Linked DNA regions of Triticum aestivum: region 2 is linked to region 1. A link is a contact called in public Hi-C data. All regions are on one chromosome and are shown on one strand. Each heading gives the region's core, a stretch centred on a gene start, on an enhancer-like site or on the middle of the called end of the contact. The rest is flanking DNA. Distances are from core to core; before and after follow the strand shown.

Region 1 (4,659 bases), core at 1,074-3,573:
AGTTCCTGTTTTTAAAACTATATATTAAATTCAACAAATGTTACATTTTCGCATTTTGATCACTAATTCGAAAAATTATTCATGTTGTCATATTTTGTTCGCCAATTCAAAAAAATGTTCGGGGGGGACTTTGAATTTTTGAAGTTTTGTAAATATTGTTCATAGTTTCAAAAAAATAGTTCATGTTTTAAATTTTGTTATTTTTCTTTCAAAAAAGTTTTACAAAAGTTTTTTTGTGGAAATTTCGCAAACTGGTTTTAAAGTTTTGTCGCCGCGGTTAGATTCTTTAAGATTCGCATTGTAAGTATTTCTCTTGGGCTAGCCAGTCGTGGTTGTAGCGCAGTGTGTGCATCTAGGACAGGTGGTGGGTTCGATCTCTAACGCAAACTGTTTTTGCGATCTTTACGTCGCCAAGCGAAGGCACCAGAAATGGGCGGCCCAGGGGTGAGCTGCGCCGTGTGCGAAGCCGCGATTTCTTGCCGCAATAAGCTGCCTATAGGATGGCCCGCCATGTATCGCTTCTAGCAACCTGCAAGCTGGCCTCGCTCGCTAGGCTAGGCAGGCATTCCATACCTGCGGGATGGGCCAGCCCATTCGCACGTCGAATCGCCCACACCAATAGCCTTGACAGGGTTTATTTATTTTTTGTTTTTTCTTCCTTTTCCCACTTTTATTCTAATTCAGTAGTTTTGGATTAAAATGAATTCGATGTTTTCGCTTTTTTGATAGTTTGGTGCGTTTTCTTTCTATTTGAAACATGTTCATGAATTTGATAAAAATGTTCTTGTATAAAATTTGAAGAATTTAGAAAATGTTCATGAATTTTGGAAATGTTAAAAAAATATGCAAAACTAATGACGAATTTTATCAAATTTCATGAAACTAAAATGTGCACAAAATTAAGAAAATGCTTAAGAATTTAAAATTTTATTCGGTATTTTAGCAAATTTTAAAGAATTGTAAAAATATTCACAAAGAGGAAAAATATTAATGTATTCAATAATTGTTTGGAAATTTATAAAAATGTTCGTGTATTCTTAAAAGAAATATTACTGAAAATGTTCACAGATTTAAAATTATTATGAATTTCCAAAATATTCACAAATTTAGGAAAATTTTACCAAATTTTAAAATATTCATGAATTTGAGAAAACATCAAATATTGGAAAAGGAAAACTATGTTTGAATTTCTGCATTAATATACAGAACCAAAAAGAAAAAGGGGAAATAAAAACTGCAAGAATAAACAGCAAGGACGGCCAAAACAATGTTAGGGAAATTGTGAAAATAAATCGGGGTCCAAAGCTGGTTTGTGCAAATGGCCCAGACACTCTTATCCTTTGTAGGCGATCTCTATGTAAAATGCTTGCGCGGAGCGATATATATCAATTGCGCACACCTCAGGCTCAGCGCTGCCGTGTAGTGGGACATCTCCATTTTGCCTGTTTTTATGTAGTTTTATCATTACGCGTGCTATTGCAATACTGGAAAATTTGAAAATATTTTATATTTTTCAAAATATAAAAATTGAAATGTTTTGAATTTTTTTAAAGTCCTGTATTATTTTTTCTAAAATTTGTGCGATTGTAGAAAAAAAATTGTGGCACATAAAAAATACTTAAGAATTTTTGTAATGTTCATGAATTTACAAATATTCTATAAATTTAAAAGGTTGCAATATGTTTTCCGAATTTCAAAAGGAGCCAATATCTTAGAAAAATTTCATGAATTTAAATAAATGTACGTGAACTAAAAATGTTCCAAAATTTAAAGAAACATATATGAACTAAATTATTTATTGCAATTTTTGTTGATAGCTTACCAAGATGACCACTTGGTATATGAACTAAATTATTGTTCAAGAATTTTCGAAAAATATTGAAAAATGAAATAATTGTCATGAATTTTAGAAAAAATGTTAACAAGTTGAAAATTGATCACTAATTAAAAAATTAAAATCATGTAGCGCTGCGCCAGAGTCTCGCAGTGGGCGAGAAATAGCCCTGGCGTGGAGAAAGAGGCAGGTCGTGGTCACGCGTAGGGCTGCGAACGAGGTTGGACGTGCTCCGTGCGCCGTACCCTGACTGACGGCCGCGAGGGGTGGAGAGGAGAGAGACGATCAGACGGCTTGGCCCGGCGTAGCGTGGCACGAGGCCGGCAACGGCACGCGCAGCAGCGGAGGGTCGCTGATGGCGATACTCGGCTGTGTCGCGCCACGCACGGACGGAAGAAACTTTGCCATCTGACAGCCCAGAGGTCACCTTCACCTGCCAAAAGGACAAGCTGGTGAAGGACCATACTACATCAGATCGTGGTGTGGCTGTATCATTGCCGCGTCCAAAACCAGCGCTCGATTATTGCGGTCGAGCCATCGCCCTCGCCGTGCAACCTGTTCGAAAACACTGCGCCCGGCTGTGGAAGAAGCTGGGAAGAGACGAAAATGGAGAGAGACGGATGGGCGATGGCCGCCGTGCATTTCATTTGCCCCCCGTCGCACTCGAAAGAGGCATTCTTTGATTCTCTTCGTCACGCCTAGCACGTGCGTGCACGAGTTGGTAGCCGTAGGACGAACGAACGATGTAGTAGTAACGGCTTTTCACTTTCATACGTACGTGGGTTTTTGGTGGGCTGCGAATTTTTGCCTGTTCTATTCGATTGATGTAGATTTTATGTCAAGTGGTGACAGTTCGTCAAGCCGAACCTTTTGTTTGTTACTGATAATAACAAAATTAAATGAGAGTGATGCATCGGAGGGAAAGATCCTTTGCACAGTCCATAAGCAAATGGTTCCGTACAGCTACATCTCCACCTAAAATCGGCGCACTCATGGAGACCACACAATATAGGTTTTTTTAGGGGCACACAATATAGTATTTGCTGTACACATGTCACAGAAGGCTGCTGGTGATAACTTGGATGAAATTGATGTGGACTCGTGAGAATGTGAGTCCATAGCCACAAAAGTTTTGCTGATTCTTCTTGCTTGACATGGGATAAATCAGGTTTCACAAAAAAAGAGAAGACTTGGGAGAAATCTTAAGTAAAAAAATTGGCGTAAGAACGACCCGGTTCTTCCATTGTGTAAATAATGATGGCCGAGATGTTTCACCCTTAACCACCATTAGTATAATTCCGGCGCGTTGCCACAGGCAACAATTAACGATGTTTTTCAAGGTATGAGATTGCTAACCGGACATGCTGCCCGGTCGCAATTAACGATGTTAATTTGATGAAACAAATTATGTACGAACTCTCCAATTAACAACTAATTTTTTCTTCATTTTACTATATATATGTAGAACAGGGCAACCTAGCATCAGACATACTCCCTCCGTCCCATAATATAAGACGTTTCAAAAAAGGTCATACATTATGGGATGGACGGAGTAGTTATCTATCGCATGTTGCTTTTCATAGAGATCTCAAAAGCATCAAGTGAAGAATAAAGTCACTAAAGAAGTGAAAATAAATAATGCAAATGAGTGATAATTTTGAAAGAGAACATTTCTTTCATAGTAAGCTTCGGCACAAATACAATCAGGAAATTCAATTCACTCATAGGAAGATCTTAGTTGAACATCGACAAGCACTTATAATTTAGGGAAACTCTTCCAACGGAAGTCTAATAGGATCTAATCTTCAGACTAGTCAAGGGACGTCGATGCGGCTTTCATCTCATAGTCGAAATTGATTCCACTCCCGTCGATGTGTTTTCAAATCTCGACGATTTTCTCGCCACATATTCACCCATAATCACACCTGCCATGTACCCACCCACGCGTCCCTCGTTCCCATCTCCATCGCATGCTCCCGAATCATCTCCATCCCCGAGCTCTCACCCCGAACCCATCCGCCATGATTCAGACATCCCCCTTGGACCATGAGATTAACCGGGCCGTTGCGCCCCTTCTACCATGGCGCGCACAAGGAATGAGCTCACAACCTCCTTGCCGCCCCGAGCATCTGCAGTATCTTCGTGGCATGCGACCTCTGGTTCACCGTGGCAGAGGGTCCTCCCGGTTGACAAATGAAGCCATAACGAGTAAGACATCTGGATTAGCCCCCTCGACCCTCATCATCCGCATGCACCATCCTCATCTAACCTAGGTATTGAGTCCAATAAATCTTGATATACTCCTCCCTGATTTATTTATATGTTTTAGGTGTTGTTCGCTAAGTGCATATGGTTGTATAGTCCCTTTTGTTGGTCCTGAATTTGGGCACTCCATTGTGTATTGTATGACTCAGTCATCGACTGTTATATCTGAATTTGTTATGTACATGAAGCACATGTGCTTCCAATTTGGGGGCAATATCTTTTAGGATTTTATTGTCATATATCCATACTTCTAACTCATAGTATATATGTAACCGCACCATGTTGTTCATGCTTCTTAACAATTTGTGTATATTCATTGTAATGCATATGCTTCTTGGAGATAGTGTTTGCTTCATTTCATGTGAGGGAGCAGGCATATGTTTCATTTTTTCCTTCACCTATAGAGAACTGTGTATTGCTTCTGAGACATGACCATGCATTGCTTCATTTATTCAAGACCAGTTATATTACTATATGCATGTCACAAAAAAGGTTCTTTTGAAACATATTTTGACTGCCTCTTGCTCCAACAGAATTGCTTCCATAATGTTTGATTTCCC
Region 2 (4,659 bases), core at 803-3,302, 170 kb before region 1:
ACTTGGTTAAACTTTACGGAGTTTGACTTCAGTCAACTCCAGAGTAAATAAAAATGGAGGGAGTATTTGTTTGCAACGTGCAACTATTGCTCGTAGAGCATGTGCATTGTCCTAATGAAAAAGTATTGGTCTATTTCCTCATACAGACCACTATCATCTGATTGCTTACTTGCATCGAAATAGGAGTACGAAAATAACCAAACCGAGATACTTTGGTTTATTTTTCTAGGAACCTTATTTTGGTTATCATTTTTGGAAAAAACGATTTTTTGCTATTGCGGAATTGCAGAAACAGCTCAGCCAGTAGTTTTCTCTACTCTGCTAGGATTCTGGTGTGTGATTATCCTGCCATTGATATGCTACAGAGAAAGTTTCGAAGTACTGCAGCTAGTGACCACCGTTCTCTTTCATGCATGGGCCTGCAGAAGATTTCTTCCAGCGATTAGATTCCCAAAGACAGTTTTGTACTATTCCTCGTCATTCCAAATTAGCGAGAACAAAACCGCAGTCGTACTTTTGTTTTGTTTTGAGCCGAGTCAAGTTGGTGGTGCATCGTTATCTGGTGGACTGGAAATTCTGGGAACAAAACGCACCTCGGCTTGGCCGACTTAAGGAAACCGGCGTTCCTGGCATGACCACATGCATGGACCAGGCATGGTAGCTTTGTTGGGTGAGAATGTATGTACGCTTGGTTCGTATAGAAAAGAAGCAGTTGAACCAACAGCAATCAAGAAGACGCACGTACGTGAACGTGACCTTGCGGCAATTTCAAGGTTTGGTTCAACTGATCATCATTTTTGCTGTGCGGTCCTCTCCACCTGCCTATACAGGTCGGGGTGTTCCATTTCAACGCGAAATAATGAGCAGCAACAAGAAGCTTTTCTTGGTAAGTATCAGGACTGAACATGCTGGTTGTTGTTGTTGTTGTTGTTGTTGTTGTTGTTGTTGTTGTTGTTGTTGTTGTTGTTTAGGTTAGGAACGAGGCAGGGGTGGACTAGGATGATCTAAGAGGATACCTGGCCACGCCATCTGTGCGTGGAACGTGTGGGTTTGCAAGGTATGGATATGCTCTGATCCATCCGGCTTGGCCCGGGGCATCACTTCACCTCACACATCCCTCTCGACAAACCCTCGGCTGCGGACCGGCGAAGCAGACACGCCGGTCGCCACCCGAACGTCGGCGTCCACGCACGCTGCCGGCCATACCTTCCTGGGAAAACCCGGGCCAGCCGGCACTCGATTCCCGTTGCTGAATGGACGCATGCCTTGGACGCGAGCGGCGCAAAAATGAACACAACGGACGGCGCCATGTAGGTGAAGAGTTGCTGTAGCGGCGAGGCAGCACGCCCAGGTGACGCTTTTGGTGTGGCCGCCGGGCCGTACGAGACGGGAGGAACGTACCAAGCGGTGGACACGGACACACGGTGGTTGTTTGGTCCCCTGCTCCAAATCTAAGTGGCGCTGCTTACGGAAGACACATGTGGCTCGCTCGTGTCTGCCTACACTGCTTTGGTATGAAGCAAAGGAAATATGGCTCCGCTAATCATTGTCATTCCGATGCCAATACCTAAAAACGGAGCTGTGGTGTACTTCTCTACAGTGATACTTTGCAACAACTTCTTCCATTTGCACCGCCTCTCCTACTCTTTTTTTTTTTGAGAAAAAACGACTCTCCTTGCCTAAAGGAAGAAGAGAATGGTTCTTGAATATCCCCGCAAAAAAAAAGAGAGAATGGTTCTTGAATAATTACTAATGACTAAACGAATATAACGCAGCATTTTACATGCATGATTAATTTTCTAAAAAAACTAGTACTAAAATTTAGCAGCAACATCACTGGAGCATTGAATTGGTGCCACAATTGGCATGTCGTACTACTTCTACTCAGAAGCAAACAACCAAATTATTTCGGGGAAGAAGATAACCACCATTAATCAGCACTGCCCCGGGCGCCCGGCCCCTCTCCCGCGTGGACTCCCCACGTTTACCAAACCGTGACAAAAGTCCGCCATGCCGGAACCACCACGTCCGTGCGCCGTTCCACGTTATAAACCGCCCCCCGCGCCCCACAGAAACACCCGAAGCCAGGCAAGGCAACCTCCCTCTGCCCCAGACACGCTCACGAGGTCCGTGCGCTCTCTCGATCGCATGGCCGCGCCCGCAACCAACCTCCGGCGCGCGGAGCTGTGCGCCGCCGCCGTGTCGGCCGCGGACGCGGCGTCGTGGTGGTGCGCCGTGGCGCTCGTCGCGCTCGTGCTGCTGGGCGCGCTCAGCGCGGAGACCGCGGACGAAGATGGGGAAGGCGCCGCGGCGGCGTACTTCCGCGGCCCGCGGCTCGGCGGCGCGGCGGCCCGGCCGTGCGACGGGGTGTACGTGGTCGGGGAAGGCGAGACGCTGCACACCATCAGCGACAAGTGCGGGGACCCGTTCATCGTGGAGAGGAACCCGCACGTGCACGACCCCGACGACGTCTTCCCGGGGCTCGTCCTCGCGCTCCGGCCGACCAAGAACACCTAAGCTTCAGCCGTTTGACATGGATGCTGCTACTCCGTGTGCGCGCCGGGATGAGCGATAACTCGAAGAGTTCTGCTGTGCTCCCTGCGCTGCTTCTATTCGTTGGTTGCTTGCTTTGATCCTTTCCTTGTCAAACTGCCCATCTTCATCTTGATGGAGTTTTCTATGAGGGGAGAAAATGGCAACTTGTATATATTAAGAGGATGATGAGAGGTCTTTATGAGTACAAATTAAGTTGAATGGCCCGGCTCTAGTTTGTTTTACATCCTTTATTTACTTGTTTATTACAATCTCTCCTAAAAAACCTTGTTTATTACAGTTTTTTTCTTTCGGTGTGTTCTGACTTCTTGGAAAGACGTGGCTTTTCTTTTCATTTCCTAGGATACTTCCCGTGCATATTAAGTTGTAACAAAGATGTGATGTCAAAAAAAAAGTTGTAACAAAGATGGCTCAACAGGAGACCTACCTACATAGTTTATTTTTAGAAAACTGTATGTATACTCCATCCGTTTTAAAATAGATGACTCAACTTTATACTAGTACATGCTAGTTAGACAGGTACATCAAATTAGTATAACCAGTGTAGATGATTGTAAAAGACAATATGATTTCAGTTAAATGAAATCGATGAGGGAGTTCTCTTTATGTAGAAAAAAAATAGTATAACCAGGCCCTTCGATTCAGGTTGGAGTGCACACAAGTGCTTTCTGCGTGATCCAAAACGTCTTGTTAGGTTGCAACTCACGGCAAGAAACCCAAACTGAAGATCAAGTGGCGCTGCAACTGCAAGTGAAACGTAATAGCATATGTACCAACTAATGCCGAGTACTTGAGCAGAACAAGTAGCTCGTATCTTTTTAGTTGTCAAAAAAAAAGTAGCCCGTATCTTTTTTTTAAATGCCAGTAGCTCATATCTACCGCCCGCGAGTCCCCTTGCCACTCGCCACACACCGCCGGGGCCCTTTTTAACAGGAGCACTAACTAGAGGTTACCCCTTGCAAGGACCTTCAGGGGTCAGTTTTGATGCTCTAGGAGTACGCCAAGTGGTGTCTAGCGGTCGCCACATGTCACGTGCTGAGCGTTCTTTCTGAATTTCGTTTTCTCATTTTTTTTCTGTATGCATTTTCGGATTTTAGATGGGGTTTTCTATGAGGTTTTTGGCTTTTTGGGTTTCGCCCGATTTTCCCTAGGTTTTGGAGAACTTTTCTGCGAGCGGATCTTTTTTGGCTTTTTGAAAATTATGCTTCCACGAGAAGCACAAATTTGCTTCTCGTGGAGAAACATACTAACTATTGGTTTTTATCCTAGGGAAAAAATCCGTGGAAACCTAATAACATGGGATCTAGTTTCAGGGGGGGGGGGGGTCGGTTATTGCTTTTTATCCTAGGGAAAAAATTCGTCGAAACCTAATAACATGGGATCTAGTTTCTAAGATTTCGACATGGAGGCATCCACAAGTGGAACACATCAAGACGAAGGGAATGAGAGAGTACAACAAGATGATCCACCTCAACCTCCTTCTCCACCTCCACGAGCGAACAACGACGCCACCAACAGTGAAGAAGAAGATGATGATGATGATGAGGATGTTCCATCACAACCCAAGCAAAAGCTCTCACGAGTTAGATTAAGAGTCTCAAAGAATCATCCCGTTCACCAAATCCTCCACGACATCAACACTGGGAGAATCACTCGCTCTAAAACTAGTCTGGCTAACTTTTGTGAACATTACTCATTCATCTCCAGCAATGAACCTATGAAGCTAGAAGAAGCCCTAGAGGATCCAGATTGGATAAATGCTATGCACGAAGAGCTACACAACTTCGAGAGGAATCAAGTATGGACATTGGTTGAAAAGCCCAAAGATGATCAAAACATCATTGGTACAAAATGGGTGTTCCGAAATAAGCAAGATGAGGATGGACAAGTGGTACACAACAAGGCTCGTTTCGTTGCTCAAGGCTACACTCAAGTCGAAGGTATGGACTATGGTGAGACATATGCCCCCGTTGCTAGACTTGAGTCCATTCGTATCTTACTTGCTTATGCCAATCACCATGATATCACACTATACCAAACGGATATTAAAAGTGATTTTCTAAATGGTGAAATTGAGAAGGAAGTGTATGTTAAATAACCTCCCGG

Evidence for each region. Hi-C and Micro-C count contacts between places; a contact is called where the count stands out from the background.
Region 2: a Hi-C map of leaf shows a contact between it and region 1, with 5 times the contacts expected there. The contact joins the promoter of LOC123049719 here to the enhancer-like site in region 1. A contact is called at or near these places in 2 of 5 Hi-C or Micro-C datasets (both in leaf).

The regions. Positions count from the first base shown.
Region 1 is chr2D:510,009,680-510,014,338 of IWGSC CS RefSeq v2.1, reverse strand. No RefSeq gene overlaps it. Among protein-coding and RNA genes, the nearest start is that of LOC123054128, 41 kb to the right of the region's middle. Within about 2 kb of position 2,323, at least 7 of the 8 cell types and tissues checked have an H3K27ac peak or open chromatin away from gene starts, as enhancers often do. A contact at or near this core is called in leaf, where this site is marked.
Region 2 is chr2D:510,179,666-510,184,324 of IWGSC CS RefSeq v2.1, reverse strand. It overlaps LOC123049719, which reads left to right and starts at 2,052. Exons shown (of 1, transcript XM_044472606.1): 1 at 2,052-2,754. The coding sequence starts at 2,149. The coding sequence ends at 2,517.